Regions from separate parts of the Zea mays genome. Here region 2 is linked to region 1. The links are chromatin contacts, called in public Hi-C maps. All regions are on one chromosome and are shown on one strand. Each heading gives the region's core, a stretch centred on a gene start, on an enhancer-like site or on the middle of the called end of the contact. The rest is flanking DNA. Distances are from core to core; before and after follow the strand shown. Region 1 holds the start of LOC100383391. Region 2 holds the start of LOC100381917 (putative protein kinase superfamily protein).

Region 1 (7,887 bases), core at 3,670-6,169:
CTGGCTCTTTATCAAACATACTGGCACTAGTACTAGAACCAGATCAAAAGCATCAGCAGACAGGGAGGGATGGCAATAGGATGAGCTGTCGAGGATGGACGGCTAGCTAGCGTACTGGTAGGTTGAAAATCTAAAATCACTATTTTCGGATATCCGTCGGGTACCCGCAGGTAAGGAATCAAATCCGTATCCAACCCGTATTAAAATCGGGTCGGGTACGGGTAAGACCCGTGGGTCAAATTTCGTGCCCGAACCCGTACCCGATGGGTCGGATATCCGACAGATATCCAAACTCACGGGTAAAATTGCTATCCCTACGAGGGATCGGCTTGATCGGACTGCTTGTGGACTGCTTAACTGTGGTTGTGGTCGGCAGCTCCAATTTCTCCACTACTGGGTTGGTTGTACCCATCCTCATGAGGTCGGTGTGTCCAGCACCTTAGGGTCAGCATAAGGTCTTCTACAAAAAGACCAAACCAGCCCCCCAATAAGTACAACTCGTTGTTGGCGGCCGATTTGGACGTCAATCACTGCGATGAGAATCGATGGCAGTGCTCTTTGTGGAGATGCGGACGGTCCGCGACCTGGCGCAGGGGGCTAGGTTCCTGCCTAATGAGTCGGATGGTCCGCGCGTGTGGAGAGACAACGGAGTTCATCGACGGCGTCTGAATCTCGCTCCCGGGAGGGACCCCATTGGAGAGAGAGATTCAGGCTTTGTCTTAGAATCGGCAAGCCACCCAAGATACCCGACGCCTCTAATCAACTAGACCCAGAGAGAGAGATAAAATTTAGAAAGAGGGATCTAATTTAGTGTCTACTCTTAGGATAAAATATAAAGAACTAAATTTATATTGATTGATTGATCAATTTTGGGTTTTAATCGACCGTATAAAGAGGAGATTTAGACCCGTTACAAGCCAATTATCGAGTTAATCCTGCATAACAAATCCCGCATGCATGTTCTGCGTACCGAAGCCAGTCACGCGCAGGCAGGACACCCGATCTAGACGGAGACCGTCATCAGGATTCAGGACCGCCGATTCATGCATGCATGTTCTGCGTCGCCGGGAATACCGATCGTTCCGTGTGTGCCTTGCCTTGCCTCCACGCTGAGGCAGCGCGTGCTTTCACCGTCGTCGGCGGCGTGCAGGTGCAGAGGATGGATCGGAACAGAAAGCACCGCACCGGCCCACCAGAACAATAGCTCCGTTCGCGCGACCGGCGGCCCGGAGATTATGCGAGCGAATGGCACAAGGCAGAGCGCCGATCGATCGGCATGGGCCGGGGGCTCTGGCAGCGCAACATAGGAGTTAGGACATGTTTTGTTACATATCTAAACTGCCAGAAATTGTCATATATTTTGTCCCTTAGTTTGTTACCTCACTTCTCATAATTTATCACCTCTAAAGTTAATCTGGTTTGACCGACTTAGTCAAGTATTTGGTTTGTATAGCCACAGTTCGGACAAGATTTTTCTTCTACCATATTAGTCCCACTCGTCAATTACTTATAAAAGTGTGCCAAAATTTTCATAGGCATGTCAAGGTGTGACGGAGAATTTAAATGCCCAACCTTAGAAAAAGATGATATACGCCCCAATTTCTGATAGTTCAACAACCATATTTGTTAACATATGCCTAAAAAGTAATCATAATTTATGAGAATACTAATAGGCCTTTAGAGTAAAAAAGCATGTTAGTAAGGGTCTTAAGAAGGGACTGACGTGCTAGATAAGATCATGCAAGGTGTCGCCACCGCTTTTCCTAGGGTTGTAGGCATAAAAATGGCATAGATGCTGCGCGCGGTGTTAACACACTAAGGATGCGTTTGGTTTGACTTTTGGCTTTGGTTTTTGCCCTCTAAAAACCTAAAGCTAAACCAAAGGAATAGATCCAGTAAGTAGTTTTTTTTAAAAGCCGACTTTCTCGCAGTGCAAAATTAAAAGCACATCTGAACCAGTTTTTAGTGGATTTTGGATGAAAACTGTGAAAATATAAATAGAAGAATTTTCAGCGGCTTTAAGTGGTTTTCATCAAATGATTTTTAGCTTTTTAACAACTTATTGCCGTGGACATCAACAACTTTTTTTATAGCCATAACCCAACCTAATCAGATCTAATGGTGTAGTGTTTTATCCCCTCACGTGTGCTGTGTGCATATCTTGAAGACGGCAGAACACAAGAGTACTCTCTGTACGGTCGTCAGCTTTGTATGTGGACTTCACTTGGCAAATGGATAAGATTACTCTGCTGACTGTTAACTTGTTAAGCAGGATAACGTTCATGCTATTTCTGAATAATCAAAGCTGAGACGGAAAGGTTCCAATTGAAAAAAGGCATGGTTTGGAATGTACGGCAATGCAGGTCAGGGAGATAAGCTATAAATCTCATGTTTACATATGAAATCATTTGCGTACAAATCTCTCTTCTAACTCGGACCTGAAGCAAGGAATACGATCAACACAATACAACCTCATTTTCTTCCTGAGGCAACGAATTTGACAAACTGTACAGCCTGAACGTTCTACAACTGCTACTAGACTAACGTCCAAGTTCCTACATTTTCGAATCCATGCCAAAAACCAGAGAACCTGCATAACACAGAAGATAAGAAATCAGCAACAAAGCTTCTCTACCGACCGAGTCTGCTATGATCGCGCAGTGCAGGAATTTGCAGGTTTTATGTACTTTACCTAGAGTTGGCAGTAGTATCGTGAGAGCTGCAACGCCGACGAGTTTGATTGGCATGCCAGTGACCACCATGTCCCTGATGGTGATGTACCCGGTGCCGAACCCGACGACGTTCCCCGGCGTCGCGGTGGGCAGCAGGAACGACAGCTGCGCGCCGACGGTGCCGGGGACCATGAGAAGCAGCGGGTGCACGCCGATGGACTTGCCCAGCTCGGCGAGCAGCGGCAGCACCAGCGTGGTGGTGGCGTCGTCGGAGGTGAACTCCGTGATGAGGCCGCTGAAGACGCAGGCCACGGGCGCGATGGCCAGCGCCGGCGCGCCCTTCAGGAAACCCAGCCCCGAGGAGAGGATGTCCGTGAGGCCGCTCGACCTGAACCCGTCGGCGATGGCGAAGCCCGCGCCCAGGAGCAGGATGATGTGCCACTGCAGCTTCCGGCACTTGCCCCAGTCCATGAGCTTCTCGCCGCCGCTCTTGCCGCTCGGGATGATGAACAGCAGCGTCGTCATCATGATCTAGGTATAGAATGCTGTCCCGTGAGGCCCACGCGGCGAATCGTCGCTGAGAAATGGTCCGAGGACCGAGGGTGCGGGTTTTTGTGTACTTACAGTGACGGTTCCGTCCCCGACTCTGCCGTCGAAGAGGACCGCCCACCCAGGGATGTCGTCCGTCAGGCTCCTGGTCATCCATAGGACGATGAGAGCCTGCAAGAATTGGCCAGTGATCGTTTGAGACTCATGCTATCCAAAACCTGAACTGCCACAGAAACCACGAGCGCGACCTACCCCGAAAACGGCCAAAACCATCTTCTCTGCAAACGCCATTGGACCTGTCACAAATCAAGATGGAGACCCCATCAGAGAACTGAAATAAACGACCAGCACTAGACGTTTGTGCTTCAGAATAACTGTCAAAGGAAGCACTTTCATGCCATTGTGAAGTTCATTTTCTAATATTCCAGAGACCGCCGCCAGAAGGAGGGAAAAAAAGAAACCTACCCATCAAGCTGAGCTCTCTTCTGAGGTCATTCCTGTCGAGGTAAGCGGAGAGCACCCTCCCCGTGTTCTTGGTGCAGTACCTGAGGCAGAGCGTGACCCAGAGCGCCGCGAACAGGACGAGCGTCATGGGGAGGCCGAAGCACATCCAGGAGCTGAAGGTGATGGGGCGCTGCTCCGGGAAGTAGGTGGACCACATCCCCACCAGGATGATGTTGGCGCCCGTGCCCGTCAGCGTGGCCATCCCGCCGATGGTGGACGCGTACATGATGCCGAGCACCAGCGCCTTGGAGAACCGCTGGAGCTCCCGGGCGTCGGCCCCGCCCTCCAGCTGCTGGTCGCGCGGGAACCGCTGCAGGATCCCCGTCGCCACCTGGATCATCATGACGGTGCACGGCGTGTTGTGGATCCACATGCTGATGAACACGGTCGTGCCGCAGATGCCGAGGAGCAGCAGGTGCGGCTTCACCGGGTCACCGCAGAACAGGGACGTGATCTGCGTTCGCGTCGGAACGAGCTACACAACGTTAGTCTTTTTGTTTTGTTTTCTTGTGCCTTTTGTGTTTTTGGCCGCGTTCGAAACTTCGGTGGCGGCGCGTGCGCGGGCACGTAACATACGTACGTTGAGGGCAAGGCGGCGGTGGATGCCGTAGTGCTCGATGGCGAGCGCGAGGATGAAGCTCCCGAGGACGAGGGAGATGACGTCGTCCATGTAGGCCTTGGCGACGGCGTCGGCGGAGGATACGCCGAACGCGGGGAAGAGGAACAGCGGCGCCATGGACGCGACGCCGAGCGGCACGGCGTCCGTGATCCACCACAGGAACACCCACGCCAGCACCCCGAGCATGTTGCGCGCCGCCGGGTGGCCGCCGAAGTCTCCCAGCGCGCAGATCACCGCGCACGCCAGCGGGCCCGACGCGACGGCCAGGTACTTGTTGGTGGTGAGCAGGGACCCGAGCCCGGAGCAAGAGCAGCGTCCCGCAGGCCTGTCGTCGTGCACGGGCAGCAGCGGCCTCGTCACGTCCTCCGTCGAGCTCTCCCAGCATGCGCGTCGCGGATCCATGGCACGACAGAACTCGTCGGAAACCAGCCGTGCCCGTTCGATTGCTTGCTTTGTTGAGGTCTTGAGGAGTGAGGTTTGCTGGCTGCTTCTATAGGCGCGGGAAACTGGGAGAACACACAAACACGGCTGCCACGGTAATAACGAAAAGTAATACTACACGGCAGTGAGTTGCGTTCATCCCGTGCATGTACACGTAGGCACAATGGCTATATATACCCGAGAAGTTTCTAAAAAAAACTCAGATGCAGGTCCAACCGTGCAAGCGTCCCAGTGGAACGTTCCAACCCTGACGCGTCATCGACGTGCCATGTCAGATATTAAGATAGTGTTTGAATGCACCGTAGCTAATAGCTAGACCCTGTTTAGATTTTATAGAGCTAATAGTTAGCTAGCTAATAAATTATTATATGGTTAAGTCAGCTAATGAACTAATTTTTTGGTGTGAAGTAGCTAACAATTAGCTGATAGTGTTTAGAATCCAATAACTAATTTTTAATAGCTAACTATTAATTTTAGAGGTTTCAAACTAGACCTTAGTTGGCTAAAAAATTGCTAGTGGAATTAGCTAGCTAACTATTAACTAATTTACTAAAAAATAACTAATAGCTGATCTATTAGCTAGGATTTTTAGATGTATCTATCAAAATTTAGCAGCTAATTATTAGCTATATTTCATTCAAACACCCTCTAAGTAATATTCTCTCTGCTCTTTTTTATTTGTGACGGTTTAGTTCGAAAATGAACTAGCGGACTACAAATATTTGAGAACGGAGTTAGTACCCAACTGAGGTCAGACTCTATTTGCAATTATGCATGATCTGATCTCTCTGTTTTTTCTCATCGGGCACCAGGCACCGGATAATATGTTAGCGAGAGCGGCGCGGTGCCAAGTTGGCGTCCAGATAAGCACGGTCCCTGGCCCAGAAACCGGATAAGACATGCGGTCGGCCCGTCGATGCCGACGCAATGACGCATATCCGCTCGCATCGCATGGCCTCCCTCGCCTGGCGCCCCCGCCTGATCCAGCCCTTGCCGGACTGAAGAGGCGGCAGCGGTTGGTGCACGGGGCGACCTGCCCGCGCGCGGCCTCACAGCGACAAGCCTTCACCTGCACCTGCAGGCCGCCGCGACAGGTCGGCCGACGGCCGGCATTTCCCCGACCCGGACACGTACTTTTTTCCACGGACGGGACGACGCGCGCCATACTATCCAACGCACGCGACGACGTGGCGGGGCGGCGTCGTGCTGTTCGTGGACCGACGGGCGCGGCGGGGCGGTGGAACATGCAAGGTTTCGTTTTGATGCGGTGCGTCATGCATGTGCGGCCCGGCCCGGACCCGGTCTGGTCGAACAGGTGCATGTGCATTCTCTGCCTGTTCCAACGGGCTTGACACGATGGCCTGGCCGATGTCAAGACCCATGCCCTGGGGCGCGACGACGAACTCGTTGCATGGCCCGGGACATCAGTATGTTTCTTGGTCGTTGCCGCTGGGGGGCAGTCAGTCTTGCGTTACACCTGGGTTGCTTGCGACTTGCGATCGAGCGTGTTTTTTCCAGTTGCGTGGCTCAGGTATTCTTGTTGCACTTGCACATGCATGCCGTCAGGCGCCGCGCCACCAAGCAAGAGTCGTGTCGCGTCACGGCACACAGATACTGACATGGAAATGTCATCGACGCTTCGGTGTACGTTACAGGCAGGCCTGACTTTGTCCGGCAATCCGTAATTAACTTGTGGCAGCAGGCGCATGCACACGCGACACGCCGCGAGCTGCAGGTTGTTTCCATCTGGCCAGCCAACATGGTTGCTTGCCTACTGCATGACGTCAAAATGCTGAATGAGGCCTGGCCTCCGCTGGTTCTCTTTCGGATGATCCATCGCTCCTTCTCCTTGGTGCTCGACACTTGTGAGGATCCAACGCCATGCATTAGTATACTGCAAGAAAGTTCCCAACTCTCTTGCGCCCATTTTCATGGTACCAAATATTCCCGCCTTCCTCCGGACCGGATGATTCGTGATTTCATCACTCAATTTGGTGATCTGTGTTGAGAACTACGTTACCACGGATCACCAGATCCGCTCCCTTCCCTCCCGTCAGCAGTAGAGGCGTAAGAAGATGTAGAGAACTCGTCTCTCTTTCCATAAGCACAACAGAGGAAACACACGAGACACTGGATATAGGGTTGGGCCTCTGGCCTCTTTCTGATCTATGTTCCATATAAGGGGTATAGGTTCTATATATATAGACGCGATAGCCCTCAGGGCTATATTCGGTATTTGCCCACATAACCCTTCATTAGGGTTTCTCAACACTCCCCCTTGGGCGAATACCGCGACCAACACATGCCTCGTTAAAATTCCAAAAAACAAGTGGAAAAAATATGGAGAAAGAGTGCATGGTGATACAAATTGCATTTGCACTTTGTTGCCTCGTTAAAACCCTCATGTGAGAAACTTCATGAAAACTCACCAAGGGAAAAAGAGTACAACAGCTGTCATCGGGACAGATTTCGATCCTCTGGGATCTAGATTCTACCGAATCTTCTACAAAGGCTAACTTTAGAAAGGGTTTTTTACATTGATCCCCTTAGTTTCGCCACGGTACTCGTTGCTACCCTTAGTTTTTGTCCTTACTCAGTTTTACCCGATTCTCGTTCCCGTTGCTCACAAATACGCCTGGACGCCGTCTCCGTCTACTTTCACGTGTCTTACAGGTCGGGCCCACTGCGAAAAAATCCCCACTCCACTCGACAGGAACCACGCCCGCGCCCGAGCCCTCAACCGGCCGCCGCCCAGGAACCGCGCCCGCGCCGCCGCCCACCCACCACGCCCGCCACGCCCGCCACGCCGAGCTCGAGTCTGCGGATCCGGCCTGTCTTCTCGTCCTGCTCGCCCAGTCTGTCTTCTCGTCCTGCTCGCGAAGCCCATTTTCCTGGTGCCGGTGTCCTCTGCTCGGCCAGAGCTCGCCTGCACGCGCGCCTGTCTTCTCTCTTTCCCAGCTCCGACCTCTCTTCTCTGCCCCTGCACGCGCGCCTTCCCTGCTCCAATCTCCAACGCCGGCGCTCAGCTCCTCTGCTCGGCCGGAGCTCGCCTCCGTGCTCAGTTCTCTCTCTTTCCCAGCTCCGACCTCTCTTCTCTGCCCC
Region 2 (7,887 bases), core at 3,919-6,418, 210 kb before region 1:
AGTAGTACTGTACACCAAAGTACTAACGAACCTTTGCATCTCTGTCCTTGTCGGCAGAGTCCCACATCGATCGAGCAAGGCCTACAGCCGCTAGCTACACAAGCTATCGCCGACAGCTGCCCATTTGCTCCATGCACTTACCCTCATCTCCAGCTGTCTGTTAGCTAGGCATGCATTGCAAAGCACCGCGCCGGTCAAACTGCACAGTGCTTTTGTGTTCGTTCCATTCCATCCTCATGCATGCAGTCGTACGTGTGGCTGGGCTGGCCTGGCCTGGCCGCACGGACAGACGACCGTTCCATCTGTCTCTGTCCGGCCGCCGGTTAATGCACTGCTTAACGTGCATGCATGACATGCAAACCATTACTTACCAGCAACGACTTCATTCATTCATTCATTCCTCTTGGGTTCCCATTAATCCCAGTCCCAACAGCACTGTCATTGTCGAAGGCTCTCTTTCCAATTTACTTGTTTTATTTCCTTTATTTTATATTTTCGTTCAATATAATTGTTAGCGCTTAGCAGTAAATATAAGCATCAACAGTTGTCCACCTATATCTCTACCTATTAATGGAGAGATATCAAGCTTCTTGGGTCTGTTCCCACCATCTACAAAACACGTATGCCTATTAATTTGATATATTCGTCTCAACCATTCCATGTTTTATTTGGTTTTGAAAATAAATATTTAGAATCCTAAATAAATTCAAAATAAAAAGGTTTGCAGCTATAAATAAAGTTTTATTTTATATATTTTTTGAGATATATGTCTTTTATTTGATAAAGTTTAAAATAGATAAGATAGAACGAAGAAGGGAAGAGAATTTAGTAGTCTCGGCTAGATCGGCTCCCCTGTCGGCAGTCATGACCATAATATTATTAGCAATTGGTTTATCACTATTGACTTTGGTTACGAACATTGATCGATCGATAAACATTATCATCACCGTTGGTTCTTAATCCACGGACAAGAGAGAGACAAAAGACTGAGTTGCGACGGGTCGTCGGAGCTAGCTGTCAGTTGCGACGTGATCGCGATCTATCGGCGTTGATCTATCACCCATAAGTGCGTGCCAACAAGCAGGGGTATAAGCGCCGCCGCATCTGCATCTGCATAGACTGCATCTGCATGCATGGTGCAGTGAGTCCAGGTCCAGGGCAGGGGCCACGCCTTCATTCCACCGAATCCGGTGCTCCTGTCGTGCCGGACAAAACCAGCTGCCGCGCCCGGCATCTCTCGTGCGCCACGACGTGCGCGCATGCATGTGTGGGGATTACGTACGTACGTACGTGCAGGCAGTCAGTGCCCCTTGTCTGCCCTCTCGACCACCCTGCACGCCTAGCCATGCATATTCGTGCATTGCATGCCGCGCCGCGCTGCTGGGGCTACCGGCGCCTGGGCGAATGAGTACGTATATGTATGTGGAATTATGGACATCTGCATGGAGGTCATGAGTCATTTGACTCATGACACACGCATACAACAAAGGCAGCAGCAGGGGCCTGAGCATGCAGCACAAGTACCGATACGGCGATACACCCAATGGTACATGATTGATCATACAACTGCGCTCCTGTTCATAGCCATTGCGATGCATGCTGTAAAACGAAGAAAGCTCATTAGAAAATACCGGCCGCGCCCCCCAATACTCCTAGAATGAATAGAATTCTAGCTCTCTATCGGTACTCAAACCATTTAAAAGCTTACCGGAATTACAGGGGAAAAAGATTACAAATATTTATGACGCAAAATAGGGGGGGGGGGGGGGGGGGGGGGGAACATATTTTACAATGGATCTGAAGACATTTATTTGCTATCATGAATGTAACTATTTATATAAACTTGGTAGAACTTAAAATGATTTAACTCAATGGCTATGCTAACATCTCGTTCTTCTCATGACGGAGGGACTAGGGAGTCTAAATTACCTGCTGCTGTCCCGTGACCGTGAGTGTATATATATTTATATGCAGAAAACGCACATCAAGTTCGGCAAGCATGAAAGCAAGCTCTGCCCCCAATGTCTGCCCATCCACGAGCACTCTACATCAAACCCCTCCCCGATCCCCCAATCGTGTGGCTTGTAGATTAGTACGTACGTGGCTAAAAGCGACGTTGTCATCGGTTTTACTAGTTGTCTTGTCGACTCTGACGCCGAACCAGTTGACATAAAACTAGCTAGGCGGCCTGTGCTGTGACTGTGAGTTGTGAGTGCCTATTCATTACATTACAGCATGACATAAAAACTCTCTTCTCCAACTGAAGTGCTGGTCGGTCGCTAGGCGCCAACGCGAAGCAATTTAGTACGTAAACCTTCGTCGATGGCGCAACGCTTGGACAAGCTCAGAGTAGATCGCCTAGTTTATCCCCATTATTGTCTGATGCTGGCGATCTTTGTCGCCAGCGTTTTCAGATCAGATATGCTAGCTGTGCGCGCGCGCTCAGTGTTCTTGGTCCTCAGAAACCATGCATATACAGAGGTAGTATAGAACAGTTCAGGTATAAATTTCCCGATGGAGTCAAACTTCTGTTTTCACCGTTATTTCAACTCAGCAAATGAGTCATATGCTTCAACTGAAGCACAATAAGGCTTCTTTACGATATATAGCACCTGAAATACATATTGTATGAGTCATATACTCCCCCGTTCCAAAATAGTAGTAGTCGTTTTAGCTCTTAGTTTTTATGTCTATACTCAATGCAAATGGACGAATATGAACATAGACACATATATAAAACACATGCATCAAATATTGTATGATTTCATTAATTATCTAAAATGAATTTAATTTGGAACAGAGGGAGTACTTGCATTGAAGTATCAAGTATCTCGAATTTGGGACAGAAATGAAGAAGTGGCAAGCAGACCTACTCAAGTTCTGATGCGAAACAGCTAGCCATCAGTTACGTTAGCCATCGCTCAGGAAGACACATGCATCGACCTGCATTGTGCGCGCGTACTGCATACACCCACTAAAAGCATGGAGGCAGCCGGCAGCTCAACATCTACGGATGAATTGAGCACGTACAAATGTAGAGGAGTGGCGTACGTACGCGTTCGTACATGGTCCAAGATTCAGAGATGGAGGTGAATCCCAAGATTCAGAGATGGAAGCGAATTCCAAGATTCAGAGATGGGAGTGAATTCGTGGTCCAACAGAGTTTATTAGTACAGTACTCTCTCGGTTCCAAACTATAAATACGTTTTGGTATCATATACATTGTTTTTTTTTCGATGAATCTAAACATGTAACCGTACTAAAGATTCAGTTCAGGGGCATGTAACCGTACTAAGGAGTCTAGGACTGATGCTCTTTCCTTTCTGAACATGTAACCGTACTAAGGAGTCTAGGACCAACTGCAGTTCAGGGGCATGTTTGGTTCCCGAATAAAGTTTCAGTCCATGTCACCTCGGATCTTTCATGCTAATTGTGTGTGTTAATCTGTGGCATAATTCGTCAGTACGAAATCATATGCAGACATACATGCATGGTATGCACAAGGAATTCATATTCGTGCATCAGTGCCTGACACCTTCAGTAGTTCAGTTACGGTTACAGTATACAGTAAAAACTGACGAGAGACTTGAAACCACAAGTCTCATCTGTCGAGTGTCGAATCATCGACTGTATCTTGGTTAACTAACAAAAGCCCCTCTCTGTTCACACATAGTGATCGATCTTAGAGGGCGCAGAACGAAAACAACAGGGAGCACAAATCTCGAGCGACAACAACGGAACAACCGACGTCAGAACTCCGGCAAGAGCTCTTCCTCGGGCGAGTGCTCCGCCGGCGACGGCACAACCAGTGTCAGAACTCCGGCAAGAGCTCTTCCTCGGGCGAGTACTCCGCTGGCGACAGCGGAGGCTGGTGAAGCCTATCGAAGTACTCCACCACGCTGAATCCCTCGCAGGAGACAGTGTCATCGGCCGGCGCGGGAATGTAGGGCGGCCGGGACACCTCCCCGAGCAGGTCCCACGCCACCCCGGCGAAGAACGGGTGCGCCCGGACCTCGTCGGCGCCGCCGGCGAAACCCAGCCTCCGCGCAGGGTCCTTCTCCAGCAGCCTCGCGATGAGGTCCGTCAGCTCCGGCCACCGCCGCCGCGCGTCCGCCGTGAACTCCGGCTCCCGGAGCAGCACGTTCCGGAACGTCTCCTTCCGGCCCCGGCCCCGGAACGGCGTCCGCCCGTGGGACATCTCGTAGACGAGCACCCCGAGCGCCCACCAGTCGACCGCGAACTCGTGCCCGTCGCCGCGCACCACCTCCGGCGCAACGTACTCCTCGGTGCCCACGAACGAGAACGACCGCTCCCCCGCTGCTGCGGCGGAGCAGAAGCTCGAGAGCTTCTTGCCGCGGTCCATCGGCGACACCCTGGCCGACTTCGCCTTCTTGATCTGGTCGGCGCCGCCGTCGATTCTTTTGCTCAGGTACCAGGCGAGGTTGCGCGGTTCCTCCTGTCCGGAGGTTGACGCGGTCACCGCGGACTCGCTTCTCTTGAAGATGTTCTTCACGTGGCGGTGCTGGCTCCGGCCGTGGCTCTGGGCCTGTGGCGGCGGAGACGATGTCGCCGAGCACGACGAGGAGGTGGACGTGGATGCGGCGGAGGGGGACCTGGGCGGGAGCTGCCGCGAGAGGTCGAAGTCGGTCAGCGTGACGTGGCCGTCGGCGCGGAGGAGCACGTTCTCGGGCTTGAGGTCGCGGTACGCGATCCCGGCGGCGTGGAGCTCGGCGAGCGCGGACACCACCTCGGCGACGTAGAACCGGATGGCCGCGGGGGAGAACACGCGGTCGGGCTGCGCGTGGCGGAGCTCGTTCAGGTCCCCGCCGGGGCAGTAGGGCAGTGCCCACGCCAGCAGGTCGGGCGTCTCGGCGCAGCCGAGCAGGGACGGCAGGTGCGGGTGCGCGAGCCTGGACAGCACGGACACCTCCCACCGCGCGCGCCGCGCCGCGTCGGTGCCCGCGGACGGCCTGGACGCTACCGCGGGGGAGCGCTTGTCGAAGACCTTGAGCGCGTAGGCCTCCCCGCCGGCGCCGTTCACGGCGAGGAAGACCGTGCCCATGGCGCCGCGGCCCAGCACGCGCACCGCGCGCACGGCGTGCAGGTCGATCTCCATGAGTGGCGCCAGTGGCATGAGCGTGCGTGATCGCGCGGGCCGTGTCGTGGCGTGTCGCGCTTGTTGCCAAGGGCGGGCGGGGACTTGGAGCGCCGTGGCGATATAAAGAAAGAGAAGCGAGTAGGGGCCGGCTCGTCATAAGGTGGCAGCTTAACTGGTTCGCTTGTCTTATCTCGTCTTCCCTGCAAAAGAAAACAAATCAAGTGGCGTTGCCACAATGCCACTTTGAGCAGAATTATATGGTTGCTTCCGGCACGGATTTGGCGTTTCTTTCTTTCCATCAGCTCACCAGTTTTATCCAAAGCATTTTTATTTATTTCCGCCACTTAGTTTGGTTTTGTAATCTATATCTATACTACCTATTAAGACTCTAAGGGGTAGGCTGCCTCATTCCTGGTTCTGCCATTCCCATTCCGAACTCTTGTGTGTTTTCATTCCCATTCCCATGCGCCCTGTGTGTTTTCATTCCCATTCCCAACTGTGTCATGACCCGTTTCCCATTCCCAATTGTGTCCCTCCCCGCACTGTCTTTCTCGTTTCCTCTCCCCGCAAAGCTCATTCCCATTCCCACGTGCATCCCACGCCTAGCTAAAATTAAATTAAAAAAACACAAATGTGGCCCTAATGGGATTCGAACCCGCGACCTCTCAAGTAAATGTGCTCGTAGCTACCACTACACCACATGTGTGTTTATGTTAATATTTGTTACAGTAAAAATATCTACTACATCTCTCCCAAAGCCCACCTGCTACCCTTACACAATGTGTATTAGTAGGTAATTATCAACGAGATTCCCGAATTATATTTTTGGATGGAGAGAGTAGTATTTAAAGAAGAGTCTTGCATGCAACTTCTTTTGTTTGAATAAGTTTTCAACTTAAATTCCTTTTTTATATGTGTGACATTTATTCTCCGTAATATTTTATCCATGGATCTGACTTGTGAGTTATTTTTATAAACTAACGCCAAAGATGAATCCATGTTTCTTACTTGGAAACCCCGAACAAACACCACTGGCAGGAGGCGCTCGTGTTGGCGTCGCTCATCGACGATGAGAAGAAGCTTGGCAACTGCCAATTCGACCTCTGGAAGCAGTCCTACTTGGCCGCATGCGTCGCTATGTTCGGCAAGCTCCGGCGCAGCCGTCGCTTGGACGCGGTCCAGAGCGGCTACACCGCTGTCCATATTCAAACGAGGGACCTCATAGTCGTTGCCAACGCCGGCGACTCTCGGGTTGTTCTGGGCACCGCATCCGACGACGGCGCCGTCACGCCATCTAGCTCATCATCCACCTGAAGCTCAACCGGCCACGTAAGTCGCTACTGACCGGCCATAAATTCTTGTGCGCTGGGACGACGGTTGTTGTTGATGTTGTGTGAGTGTCCTCGAACAAGATGTATGTAGAGGAGTAGCACATCTGGAGGTGCAACGACTAGGTATACTACCTCGCTGATGAGCCCGGGGTGCACTTCGTTTAGCAGCCCAGCCAAAAGTCATCGGTACTCGCCATGTCACGCGCGTTCGACGACTACTATATCAAAGATTGTGACGTCATCTTAGCGACAGAGATGACGCAGAGGAGGACCGACAACAATGATCACTTGCCATCGCCGAGGTAGCTTTTGTGCTGGCCTGCCTTTAATTCTCTTCGCAAACGCACACACTTGCCTTTTTATTTAAGCAAACATGTATGGTTGTGCGTGCCTGATGACTGACGATGTACGAGGGAACTTCTACCGATAGGTGTGGCACGTGCTCTCCAATGATGAGACCATGCAAATCATGGTATATATCGAAGTCTGTATGATACTGATGGTTGTAATGTAGTAGTGAAACAGTTAAATTAAAATAACAAACTTTATATATGACTAGGATCACAAATGAATTATGAAACATTTTCTTATAACAATATAAGACACATTATATATATAAGTTATCATGGTATTGTGTGTTTCCGTTGCAACGCACGGGGCACTCATCTAGTAAAAATAAACGAAGGGAGTACCTTTTTCTGTCCTAAACTACAACTTCATTTTATAAAAATAAAATAATTAACGCAGGTACATAAAAAGTTTAAACAAATATGTTATCAAGAAACAGTTTATATTTAAAACTAATCTGACGTTATAGATATAAGCTTACATAATTTAGGACGCGGGGAACAATTTAATAATCACATCGAGTAATTACCACCAGAATATATATATATCCGTTGTGTGGATGAAAAGAGACTGTGACAACCCTTGGATGGTTGACCTTTTTATTTTGAGCTTGGATCATAAAGCATCACACCAAGAAGGATGTATGTTCTGTTCATCAAAACTTCCAGAGCGGCTTCCATGCTAAATTTAGGAGAAACTTTGTCAAGCAGTTTTTCTTGCTAAGAAGCGATATTGTGCTGATTCTGCGAGGTGATTCTCTAAAATAAACTGCGGAAATATGAGTGAAACGATCATGGAGTATCCTGGACCGGTTATTCGGTTGCTTTGATAGTACTACTGGAGTTTTTTTAATCGAACAAGAGAGGGTGAGTGAGAGAGATCATTGGGCGTGGAGCTCGAGGCGAGAAAGTGCAAGTTGCGCTCTACACGTGTGGACAGTAGCGGGAATCATGTGGAAATTCTTTTCCGGGATCGGTCCAATTCAAAAGACAAGAAAAATATGATTAGTCACCAATCATGCGATGCAACGGGACGGCCATAAGCGTTACTCCTGTTAGCATAAACGGCAAGAATGATCAACCAATAAATCACATAATACGACACACAAAT

What was found. A called contact is a pair of places that touch in the nucleus more often than the background predicts.
Region 2: a contact with region 1 is called in a Hi-C map of ear, with 2.2 times the contacts expected there. The contact joins the promoter of LOC100381917 here to the promoter of LOC100383391 in region 1. A contact is called at or near these places in 2 of 25 Hi-C or Micro-C datasets (bundle sheath and ear).

What each region holds. Positions count from the first base shown.
Region 1 is chr7:137,873,358-137,881,244 of Zm-B73-REFERENCE-NAM-5.0, reverse strand. It overlaps LOC100383391, which reads right to left and starts at 4,919. Exons shown (of 6, transcript NM_001176046.1): 1 at 4,306-4,919; 2 at 3,687-4,179; 3 at 3,474-3,517; 4 at 3,297-3,392; 5 at 2,693-3,203; 6 at 2,352-2,590. The coding sequence starts at 4,746. The coding sequence ends at 2,556.
Region 2 is chr7:138,087,190-138,095,076 of Zm-B73-REFERENCE-NAM-5.0, reverse strand. It overlaps LOC100381917 (putative protein kinase superfamily protein), which reads right to left and starts at 5,168. Exons shown (of 1, transcript NM_001174694.1): 1 at 3,496-5,168. The coding sequence starts at 5,134. The coding sequence ends at 3,812.